Regions from separate parts of the Mus musculus genome. Here all the other regions are linked to region 3. A link is a contact called in public promoter capture Hi-C data. All regions are on one chromosome and are shown on one strand. The core of a region is the stretch at or near the end of the contact, and the rest is flanking DNA. Distances in the headings are between cores, read along the strand shown. Region 1 has its middle 16 kb from the start of Gm21123. Region 2 has its middle 17 kb from the start of Gm28863. Region 3 holds the start of Wee1 (WEE 1 homolog 1 (S. pombe)).

Evidence for each region. Promoter capture Hi-C pulls out the DNA fragments that hold promoters and counts their contacts.
Region 1: a promoter capture Hi-C map of hippocampal neurons shows a contact between it and region 3, with 2.2 times the contacts expected there. The contact joins the enhancer-like site here to the promoter of Wee1 in region 3. A contact is called at or near these places in 3 of 39 promoter capture datasets (the 3T3-L1 cell line and hippocampal neurons), 2 of 484 Hi-C or Micro-C datasets (adipose-derived mesenchymal stem cells and uterus) and 4 of 115 datasets of contacts at active chromatin or transcription factors (the SCID.adh cell line, embryonic stem cells, fibro-adipogenic progenitors and 1 more).
Region 2: a promoter capture Hi-C map of liver shows a contact between it and region 3, with 4 times the contacts expected there. The contact joins the enhancer-like site here to the promoter of Wee1 in region 3. A contact is called at or near these places in 18 of 39 promoter capture datasets (the 3T3-L1 cell line, the C10 cell line, the HPC-7 cell line and 12 more), 1 of 484 Hi-C or Micro-C datasets (embryonic fibroblasts) and 12 of 115 datasets of contacts at active chromatin or transcription factors (the SCID.adh cell line, bone marrow-derived macrophages, craniofacial prominence and 9 more).

What each region holds. Positions count from the first base shown.
Region 1 is chr7:110,713,372-110,717,174 of GRCm38.p6, reverse strand. It overlaps the pseudogene Gm18907. Among named protein-coding and RNA genes, the nearest start is that of Gm21123, 16 kb to the right of the region's middle. Within about 2 kb of position 1,499, at least 108 of the 459 cell types and tissues checked have an H3K27ac peak or open chromatin away from gene starts, as enhancers often do. A contact at or near this core is called in the SCID.adh cell line, fibro-adipogenic progenitors, hippocampal neurons and 1 more, where this site is marked.
Region 2 is chr7:110,646,541-110,650,267 of GRCm38.p6, reverse strand. No RefSeq gene overlaps it. Among named protein-coding and RNA genes, the nearest start is that of Gm28863, 17 kb to the right of the region's middle. Within about 2 kb of position 2,132, at least 77 of the 459 cell types and tissues checked have an H3K27ac peak or open chromatin away from gene starts, as enhancers often do. A contact at or near this core is called in bone marrow-derived macrophages, extraembryonic endoderm stem cells, fibro-adipogenic progenitors and 1 more, where this site is marked.
Region 3 is chr7:110,120,683-110,124,803 of GRCm38.p6, reverse strand. Wee1 (WEE 1 homolog 1 (S. pombe)) reads right to left here and starts at 2,745. Exons shown (of 11, transcript NM_009516.3): 1 at 1,879-2,745; 2 at 143-348. The coding sequence starts at 2,454.

The DNA.
Region 1 (3,803 bases), core at 250-2,749, 590 kb before region 3:
AGGCCAAGTTTTCTTCTAGGTGCTGAGAATGCAGCAACAAAGGAGACAACCACACTCAAGCAGGAGAGACAGGGAACGTGCAGACTGAGATCTAATACCTTCTGTGTTGAGAAAAGGCTCTGGAAAGAAACTGAGCCCAGGAGGAGAGTGGACCAAGAGAGGCAGGTGAAGAAGGTCTAGCTGCTGTAAGATGTACAGAGGCTACAGTTCAAGTGACATTTGAAAGGAGGTCAGAGGTAGGCCAGGAAGCTCTAAGAGGAAAGCAGCTTCAGAGAGCAGCCAGCGACGGTAGAGCTCCCAAGGAGGCAACGGGGTGAGCGGCTTGAGCCAGCAGAGCCAGGACGGATCTAGGAGGGAGAGCAGAGAAGCAGCAGAGGCAGGCCAAGCATGGACTGAAGAACAGACAGTCACTAAATGTAGGTCCAAGAGAGGTGTCCTAACTGTAAAACTCCCAAGAGGAGGCAGTTCAGAGTGTGAGGACCTGGGTTTGAGATCCATCAACAAGAGACAGCTCACAAGAAAGAGAAGAAAGGGAAGGGGTAGGGTTCCCTAGATAGTGATTCAGGGCCCACCATTCCTGAGCTGCAATATACCCAGAGAAACCCATGGATAAACTTCCTGCCTCTTTTGTTTTGTCTCATCCCTAGAGGTAGGACTGGCTTTAACCCCAAGGTGAAGTAGTTGAGGATGGGAGGAAGGCCAATGAGGGAGAAGGCCACCAAGATCCATCTCTGCAAGTTGATGCTGGTATTACTTTTGGCTTTATTTGTTTGTTTGATTGATTGGTTGATTGGTTGGTACTTTTTTGGTTTTTAAGACAGTTTCACTTTGTAGCCCAGGCTACCCTTGAACTTATTATATAGCCCAGGCTTGCACCCAAACTCTTAGTGACCCTCCTGTCTCCACATCTTACCATCTTTCTATCCCTCCAACAACATTCTATAGTTATTGCCAACACTTGTCCCTTATCCACCACTGATTCCATATGGTGGGGAGAAGAGAGAGAGAGACCCTGTTCAAGTGTCAGGATCACCCACAATCGGAAGGTGGAGCCTTCCTCCCTGAAAAAGTTGCTTGGCGATCCCTGTTTAGTAAACAAAGACAAGTAACTAGTCATAAAGGGCTCTGCCCCATCCCAGTGTGTCCTCTAAAGCCCAGGATAGGGGCAGCAAGAACCCAGGTCCCTTGTGCTAAGCCCCGAAGCAAATTCAAAGCCCTCAGCAAGAAATTGTTCCTGAGCTGGAAGCCAGAGCGGCACGCTGTGTTCTCCTACCCCTCAAAGAGACGTGCCGCTTCCTTTTCCAATGTCCCCTTTCTGTCTGGAACATGGGGAGGACTATGAGTGCCACACACACACACACACACACACAACTAGAGCTGGTGACTCAGAGGCCACCTGCATCTATTTTCTAGCTCTGCCTGTGGCACATCCTCTGTTCCTGCTTCCAAGCCGCCAGTGAGCAGTGCCCTCTGCCTGGGCTACATCTGAACACTGAAGCATTCTTTCAGGATTTGTCACTTTCTGAGAGGGCTTACATAAAGAGGAACTGTTTCCAGGACTGAGCAAGGACTCACCAATGGAATTTAGAACAATCCTCGGAAAAGCTAGTCCCCTAGAGAAGGGAAAATTCCCTGCCCTAGCAGACTCATCACTTGCGAGCAGCCCTGAGCCTGCAGGGACCCTCCAAGGAGAAGAACAGTAGAGAACCCAACCCCTGAGCCCTGTGCTCTGGAAGTTTTACAGAGCCTGGATGCTAGGGCTGTTTATGGGGATGGAATGAGAAAGCTCTCACTACCCTGCCTCTTCTCGATAAGCACACATCCCAGCCTGCAGCTCTTTGATACCAACTTCATGTTCCCCCACACTGCTCCCATCTGCTGGAGATGCTCAGATGCTTCTCAAATCTCTCAAAGACAGCAGCCAAAGCTGATCTCTGAACACTTGGCTCCACTCTGCAAAGATACCCTGTTTGCTATCTCTATCTAATGACCTCAGGTTTGGGCAACCTGGGAGTCGGGCATGAAGGCCCCTTGCCCTGGACTGCCAGCTCTACGCTCAGAAGTGTCTCCCGTGAGATGAGATCAAGCCACCATCACTTCCCCATAGACTTTGGAGTAAGGACCTTTAGTGGAAGCTTCCTGACCGGTACTCACCTTCCCTTAGATTTTGCCTCAGCTGTGTCTCCTGCATTCAACCTTCACCACACTTCATTCGACTCTCTGCCGTGCTATTCTTCAACCGGTCTTTCTATAACATATTTTCTTTACTCCCTCGGAGCCTTAGATTCTTTAAAGAGAGAGTTTCACTATGTAGCTCAGGTTGGTCACAAATACAATGCAGGCAAGGATGACTTTGAACTCCTGAGCCCCTAGCTTCAACCATCTAAGCACTGGGATTTTAGGTGTGGCCTTAACATTTTTTTCCCTTCTTTGTGATTGTGTGTATGTTGTTGATTCTCTAGTACAGTTTTCAGATCTCAGGGTCTCCTCCCAGAGAGCTTATGCTGACACCCTCTTGCTCCCTTTTGGTCTTCCCTTTATTTCCTACATAGCATTTAGCCAACACAAGGCATATTTTAACAATAATTATATGCTTGCCTGTTTCTTGTCAGTCTTCCCTGCTATTGCTTCTCATGAGCATAGATTGGAAATAGGCACTTCAGAGAGCCCTGGGAATCAGAACCCTGGAGTTCAGGGGAGAGAACAATATTCCTTGAGGGAAGAGAGCATTTCTCACACCATGTTCCTACTGTCTATCTCAGATCCTGGCAGAGAATTTTCCTGGATGGATGGATGGATAGATGGATGGATGGATGGATGGATGGATGGATGGACAGAGGGTATATGGATGGACAAATGGATGGATGGACTGATGGGTGGATGGACTGATGGGTGGATGGATGGATGGATGGATGGATGGATGGATGCTGGCTGCCTAGATGGATAGATGGATAGATGATGATGTATAGGTAATGCATGGATGATGGGTGAATTGATAAATGATGGTTGGATGGGATAACTTTAGTTTTGAGCAAAAAGTAATGGAAACCATGCCTAAGAAATGGGGAGTCGTGAGAATAGACTCTGTACCTACAGGAACCTTGGAGACCCATTTTAGAAATGTGGACAATGTCATTTCAGCCCCTGGATGAGAAAACTCACCCATGAGTGCACTCAGGAAATACCTTCCTGAATGATGAGATGGAAAATGAAAACCAAATGGCTGAGGAATGTGGCCTACTTCCCTCACTCTTCACTGAGGGCAGAGCTGCTTGGGCTCGGCTGGATCATGGACTGATGAGCTGATGAAGGAAGGATGACCCACAATACTCTGGGACGTGTTTACATGACAGGACTTGGTTTTGCAATATCAGCATACTTCCCTAGAACATCAGGGATAAATTCCAGAGGAGACGACTTGCTATATCCTATCAATCCCCAGTGACTCATACAACCAACCAAAGGAACACAAATGAAAGAGGCAGCTGACTGTTGGGTACAGATAAACACAATGACAGCTCAACACAATGGAGCAGGCAAGTCATCCTGTATCAAATGATATTAGAATGAGCTCACATGGAACCTTCTAGAATAGTTGGTGAGAGGCAGAGGATGGTGGCTGCCTAAGCTCCACACTACTACACTCACTTAGCATGCCTAGCCCACTCACAAGCTGTAGAACATGGTGAAAGAAATTAGTTATTTTGATGTTTGGGAAATCAAACCCAACACCATCAAGAAAGAGTTGAGAAGTACCCCCCCCCAAGCTAAAATGTTGCTTCTGCTACCAAGAGAATTGTGTA
Region 2 (3,727 bases), core at 883-3,382, 530 kb before region 3:
GGGGGATAACAAAGTTTCCCTATCAAGAAACCCGGTTCCTTTCTGAAAATTCCATCATGCTGGCTGAGTTAACTTATTCTGTTATTGTAGTCTCCTCTCCTTGGGAACCTGGGCCTAAATCTCTAAGTCACACACTAACTGAAAATCTGATTTTCAGCTGTTATGTGTACTCTAATTTCCCACTCCTTAACTTAACTAGGTAAGTTGTTCTTCTCAGATTCCTAGTCTTCCTGCAAAGGCATAAAAGACCGGTCTTAGCAAACTCCTGTAGGAATCTAAACCTACCATTTCATCTGAGACCTATGAGCAAAGACATTACCAGAGCAAAACTATAGAAGTTTCTCTCTGCCCCTCCAGTAAATAGTTCTTCCCTGGCCAGGGATCCATCTCAACTCTCACTTCCCCTTCCATCCCAGTCCTGATGAGAAGGGAGGGTTGGGGGAACACTGAAGGGAGGAGGAGGAAAATGAAAACAGAAAAAGAGGAAGGAGCCAGGCCTGAGATCCTGCCCCTAATCTCAGCATCAAGAGATGGAAGCAGCAGATTACATAAGGAGGCCCTGTCAAAGACTAAAGATAAGAAGGGGGCAGGCTCAGATGGTTAAGAGCACCAGGTGCTTTTCCAGAGGACCTGGGGTGGGTTCCCAGCACCTATGTGGTAGCTCACAACTATCTTTAACACCAGCTTGAGGGGATCTGCTGCCCTCTTCTGGCCTCAGAGGGCATTCACATGGTGCTGATGTGCGTGGGCTAAACATCCACATGCATAAGATAAAAATAAATTTCACAAACACCTAAAATAGCCTAAGGAAGGAAGGGTCTATTTTTGCTCACAGTTTGAAAGTACAGTCCATTGTGGTAAGGAAGTCGATGGTGTCACAGCACAGAACAGCTGGTCACATTGCATCTAAGTCAGGAAGCAGAGAGAGGAGTGCCATGGCCGGGTTCAGCGTTTTTCCTCCTTATTAGTCAGTCTGGACCTGAGCCCAAAGGATGGTGCTGCTCAAATGCAGAGTGGAAGGCACCAAGTCAACCCTCTACAAAGCTGGGGTTAACTTTGAATTCACATATCACACCGTATCCTACAGGGCTCAGTAAATGTCTCTATTGCCTACAACGTTATGCCCAGAACACTTCATTATAAGTCCGTTCTGGGTCCATTCAGTGGTATGGGATAGCCTGGGAATGTTGCCACAAAGTATAACATTGTTCCTCCTCAGGAATAGTCTTCCAGATTCCAAAGGACAGATTTGCAAACAGCCTTCTGGAGTGCAGCCCCGTGTACTGCTGGGAACTGCCTTTGTCCGACTTGTTTACTTGGGAAGAACTCCTCTGGACTTTGACCCCTGCAGCTGCCTGGAAGGAGGTAACCTGGCTTTAGCCAATCCAGGGTGCGGCCCGGCCAGGAGCAAAGTAAAGCTGGTAGCCACTGCTGCCTACTAAGACACCACATGGGCACTGCCACCACAGCTTGGGGTTGGGGGAGGGCAGACTGTTCAGAGGTCTGCAGCGCTGAGGAACCCACTTGAAGAGCACCAGTCTCCTCCCCACGCTTGCCGGTGATGGAAGAGAGACAAAGTTGACTCACTTGAAGAAGAGAGGCATCTACAGTTTTCAAGGACTACGGAGGAAAACCCTTCCTCTAAGCAGCTGCCCCGTCTCACTGCTGCTGAATTCCTCCCACAGGCAGCAATGGCTTTGAGTGTCAATGGCCGGCCCGAGCCACACTGGCCTTGAAGATTCCTAAGAGCTATTTTGAGTGATTTCACTGCTCGCGGTCCTGGCAAACTTATCCATTTTCAGACAATATTTAGATTCTGAGGTAAGTGTGAACTAGATAATGACCTTTCAAGCCATGGCACGATGTTCTGTTTAAAGCTTTCGTTTCTTCCTCAGAGCAACTACAAAGTCCTCTGACCCTTCAGCATGGCCTCCTGGAGATTTCCCTAAGGTTCTGCGCACACTCCTGTGCTGCGCGTGTGCGGAGGGTGGGGGTGGGGTCGTAATGACTGAGGGCAAAATCCTCACGTGTCTTGGGTCCTGAGGAACCAAATTGAACTTCTGAGATGCATAGTACCAAGGCATGGTCTGAGGCATTTCATGCTCTCTGGATGTTTTTAAGGCTGGCCTCAAAATACATGTGAGCATAGAGCAGCCGTCCCCCAGTGAGTGTAACTAGTAGTTGGCTGGCTATGGCTGAAACAATAGGCTATCTGCAACTTTACTTTTAGGTGACTCATCAGAAAAGCTATTTTAGACAGTCTGTAGCGAGTAAGATTACATTTGTTCTAAGAGAAACAGACCTAAGGGACAAAAGGCTAATTGCAAAAGTGCTCTTTTTCAGCTCAGAGAAGCCTTGCTGTATTTTCTTGACAGCATCTTAGTTACCAGACACAACAGAAGGCATAAAAGCTGGTATCAAAAACAATGGGAAACAATCATGCCCTGACACCACCCGGCACGCACACCACTTTGCTCATCAAAAGGCAAGCTTGTTGAAGAAGCAACGGCCTTGTCCACATGCTCATCATAGAGCCTACACATGCCCTTGTGTGGGAACCTTTGTCAGGCTGCGGCTATGGTGGCCTTGTGACCTGCCAATCGGTTGTCCAACCTTCTGATCATCTGGAGTTCTCTCAGCAGTTGCTATCCCCTCTCTCTCCACCAACTCAGGGTGAAGGAGCAGGTAGAACTTTCTGGCAGGAACTTGGAGCATAGGCTGAGTCTTCTGGGGTGAGCAAGAACACAGCAGATACAAGAGATGGTGGGTGGGCTCCCACAGATCTCCAAGCAATCCCAGGAAGCATTTAGCTTATTATTCACTAAACAGTTGTTCCCTGCCTGAAGATGAGAAGTGAAATGACCCAGGATCTTCTAGAACTAAGAGCTGTCATGAGTATCCCGAGAGGAAGGAAAAGCTGAAACCATTACCCCAGACCTGCAAGGGTTTTCCTGTCTTGGGTCCCCTCACTTTCCATTGCTGAGATCACATCAGCCCCCCAAGAGGAAATATTGCTTTAGTGGCTGGCCTCTTGCCATGGCTGAGCCAGGCTAGAACATTCCCAAAGCCTTTACACAACCCTAGAGAAGAACAACTGGACATAAACAAGAAAATGCATGAAACATAAACACAACACAAGCTTGTGAACCACAGTAACAGGGCAAGACACGGGTGGAAGGAATTTTGCGTGTTATGAGTTTTTGTGAATTTATCAAGAGCCATACTTACTCTAAAAGCAATGCATCTGTATTTTGAAGCCTCTATAGTGTACCTTTTGTCTCCTCGTCACACTCTAGTATGTATGCTTTGTATACCATGAGCTGTTCATCTGAGTAATTCTGAGAAGCCTTCCTCCTACTCCTTCCTCCCTTCCCCCACCCCCACCCCTACCTCCTCCAGGATTTCTGCAGATGAGTGCATAGGTGATCAGCTCAGTCATTCAATAAATGTGGGCCTAAGTAGGAGCTGTGGCGCAAGACATTGAGTAATGAGCCATCGTATACCTGGTCTTATCAGGCTCAGTCTGATAGGAGAAACTATCAAGGGTCATTTCCTTAATACTTTATGTCATCTAAAAACTATCAGATTTGACTTAAAAAAAATCAGATTTAGCTGAGCATGGTGGAGCACGCCTTTAATCCCAGCACTCGGGAGGCAGAAGCAGGCAGATTTCTGAGTTCGAGGCCAGCCTAGTCTACAAAGTGAGTTCCAGGACAGCCAGGGCTAT
Region 3 (4,121 bases), core at 1,496-3,995:
CCAGGCCAGCCAGGGCTATACAGAGAAACCCTGTCTTGAAAAAGCAAAAAAAAAAAAAAAAAAAAAAAGAAAGACAGACAGACAGACACCTAATTGTGATAGTATATACCTTAGGTGTGCAGAGGAACCAAACTATACTTACTCATTAAAATACGCTCTCTTTCTCCCACGACACCGTCCTGAGGAATGGAGCAGTACAGGATCCGGAGTAAAGGGGTTAATATTCACTTGGGGAGTTTGCCGTGTATCGAATTCTCTTTTTCCTGACTTTTCTGTGTCCATGAATAGAGAACTACCCCGGAGTTTAACAGAGCCGGAATCAATAACTCGCGCTTTGGAAAGCAAACTCTAGGAAAGGGAAATACAATCTTCAGGACCCAGTCTTCTGGAGTCTTCTCTATATAACCTCCAACTTGCCTTCCTAAGTGGCCAAGTATGTAGCCCAAAGCAGCACATTGTGAATGAAGCTCTGCACTAGAACCCATGCAGGGAGAGGTTCCGTTACCCGACTTGGGGAAAGAAAAGAACAAGGGAGGGGGCAACACACAAGCCTTAGTTATACTTCAAGTAAAACCAATGGCGGCTGACTTAGGAGTCAGGTTGAATACTAACTACTTATCTGCAAAAGATAGCAAAGTAAAAACCCGTAGCTAATCCTAAAATGGACCTTTTGCAGTGACTACACAAAAAGTTCTTATCAGTAGCTAAAAATTAACAGGCTCTTTTAACATTCTAAAAATAAAAACACTCACTCTCATAAAAAAAAAATCCCCACCTCCACCTCAAGTAGGCTTTTGCAGGCCACCTCCCTGGACTCCTCCCCTTACTAAGGGGGATGGTGCCCTGGGCCTGTCCGCCTATAAAATTAGCAAAGCACAAAAGCACCTGGATGTTCGAGATTTAAGACTAAAGTTGCATGGAAATCAATAGATTCCCTTTAAAAGGCTTATGTCGAGGGGCATGGTAGGGCGCCTTTAGTTCCAGCACTCGGGAGGCAGAGACAGGAGGATCTCTGAGTTCCTAGTTCCTACAAAGTAGGTTCCAGAACAGCCAAGGTTACACAGAGAAACGTTCTCTCAAAAAAGGGGGGCTTATTTCCCGTGTTAAACTTACAGGTACCATGCCTGTCTTTATTTTGGAAATTGTCTACTCTTAATGTTTTTGTGACTTCTCAAGTATTACCATGACAGTATGCATATTCACCGGCTATTCCAAACGGGTTCTGAACACACTCTGCTTTAAGACACATTAGTTTTGACACACAGACCAACAAAACGGCAGGGGAAACTCCAGAATAAACACAAAGCTTCCGTAATACTAAATCCCGAAAGACAATCAAAAGCAACCTGGAATATCCATGAGTTCACGACGGTAAACACAGAGACTCAAAAGGACGCGCAGAATCTCTAATGCCATATCACATGGAACCACAAGTCCAGGGGGTTGGAACAAACCCTTTAATAAACCTAACTCCTTCCATCCGTGCCCCCCAAATTACAGGCCCGGACACCGGATTTAACAGGCACCATATGGCTCGGAGTGTCAGGTGGCCAGCAGCAATCCGGCACCCTGGCACACCGGACCACCGAGACCCAATACTCAACCACCTGGACAGCGGGGACCAGGCCCTTTGTAAAGTGGAGTAGTTACAGACCAGGCCCATTGTTCAGTTACATAATCTTAACCGACAACTTCTAGGCAGAGCCAAAAAGGGGGGCTGCCAACTTTTTTTTTTTTTTTGAGTGGCGGCGCAGGACAGCGAGCGGGGTGCGGCGGGGCGGTTATGTAACCGAACCCGGGCAGTGGCGCGCAGGGCTGCAGCGCCGCGGCCTTTTTTTTTAAAGGCCCTGGAGCCGGCTCCTCCGCCCCCTCCATTACCTTGGGAGTGTGCGGCGTGTCGAACAGGCGCAGCTTGCGGAAGGTCTTGTGCGGAGGGGTGCTCGGGTAGTCGGGCTGCGGCGAGCAGGGGTCGTCCATGGCTCGCGGAGCCCCGCAACCCTGCGGGGAGGCATCCCCTGGGCCGCCGCAGCGCACTGGCGAGAACGGGCTGCTCAGAAAGTAGGCGGTCGAAGGTGATTTGACGGGCGACGAGGAGCCGAAACCCTCCTCCTCCCAAGAGTCGCCCTCGGCGCCTCCACCCGCCGCTTGCGCGCCTCCGCCGCCGCCCTGCAGCAGCAAGTCGTCCTCCAGCTCTCCCGGGCTGCTGGGCTCCGCGCCGGGCGAGCGACGGCGGCGCTCGGCCTCGGCCTCGGCAGGGCTGCGTGCAGAAGGCAGGGGCGAATCCGGTTCCTGGAAGGCCGAGTCCTCCCCCGTACTGTGGCCGCTGCCTTCCTCCTCCTCCTCCTCCTCTTCCTCACAGTCGCTGCCCGGCGAGAAGATGAGCTTCTGCCGCAGACTGTAAGCGGCTCCTACGCGGCGGGTGGGCGGCGGCTGCTGTCGGCTCAGGAAGCTCATTTCCCGGCTGCAGTCACGGCGGAGCACGGGAGAACACAGGACCGGCGAGCAGAGGCCGGCGGCGTCCAGGTCGCGGCTGGCACAGGGGGCGGGTCCGCCACGTGCGATCGGGCGCGCCGGGCTGAGGCTGCAGCGGGCCTGCGCGGCGGCAACTCCGAGGCCCGTCAAGCTCACGACGGGGCGACGGCGACGGCTGCGGCGCGGGATGTCCAGCGGAGACTGGCCGGTCCAGTGCTGGCGAAAGGCTCCGCAAGTTCGTCCGCAAGTTCGGGTTCCGCGGCTTCCCGCGACCGTTAACCACGTGAGGGCCCAGCCCACCAATCCCCGCCCAGCCCCGGTTTGAAAAAACAGGGAGGGCGCGACGTAGCCCACGGGGGAGGAACCAGCTACGCGATTTTGGCGGGAACTCGCTGACTCCGCCCCACAGCCTAGGCGCGCCGCCAGTCGTGGGCGGGTCGCGGCATCCCGGGCCAATGAGTGGGCCTGGATTGCACAGAACCCCACCCAGAGTCTATGTTTAGAGGACCGGAGCCTGCCGGGAGCCGCCCTGCGAGGAGGGGCGAGAGGACGGCGGCTACTGCCCAGTGCTGGCCTTGGGTCGGCCTCCCTGTCTCCGGGTTCAGAAGCATCCGGACACCGTGCAGCCTTTGGGGACGCCTAGAAGCCTGGTCCAACCCCAGGTTCTGAGGCCCGACCCCTGGGGCGTTCTGGGCGTGGCTGTGTCCAGTCACGTTCTATAGTCGCGGTCCGAGCCGGAAACAGTGACCGAGCTCTGGACCTTGCCCAGCGCGAAACTCAGATAATGAGCTGCAGGACTAGGACACAGAGGTGGCCTCTCACACAGTCTTGTGTCCCTCACAGCCAGACTTATCCGTGATAATTGGTCCTGCCACAAGCCCGAATGCCTGACCTGCAACCGTGGTGTTTATATTTGTTCGCTTACACGTGAGAGTGCGCTAGCCAAACTGATTGGTCCCGGGAGAGAAAAAAAACAAAACAAAACTGAAGTGTAACAGAGGTGAGTGCTGGCGCACACACCTGTGATTCAAACAGTCTGGAAGCTGAGGCAGGAGGACCAGAAGTTTAAAACCCCTTTGCTCTGTAGTGGTCCTGTCTCATAATTTCCAGGAAAAAATAAGTTTCCACAACCTTCTCAACCGTAACTTAAATCTGTTTACAACAAGTGTGTTCCTATTTTGTATGCTATGATCAATCATTTCTCCTTGTTACGGTTTTGTTTTTTTTTTTTTTAGCATTCTCTGCTGGAGTGGGAATTACTGAGGCCAGACTGTCATACAGAAAAGTAGGTTTCTTTTTCACTAGGAAATTAGAACCCACTTTTGGGGAACTGAGGCCATCAGTAGAAAGCTTGATGTTTTTTAATGTAGATTCACATTATCTGGATAATAGCCTATTATACTCTTCTGTTGTCATTTACTGTAGTTAGGAGTACTAATGTGTGTGTGAGCTTTTTTTAACACTTCAAAGGCTGAAAAGTCAAACTGATTTTTGTTTTTGAGACCTGCCTTTGCCGTGTAGCCCGATTATTTGAACCACCTCCAGAGTGCTGGGATTATAGACCTGTGCACCTGCCAGGCCAGGCTGATGGACTGATCTTTGGTTTGGTTTGGTTTGGTTTTGTCTTGTTTTGTTTTCAAGATAAGAAA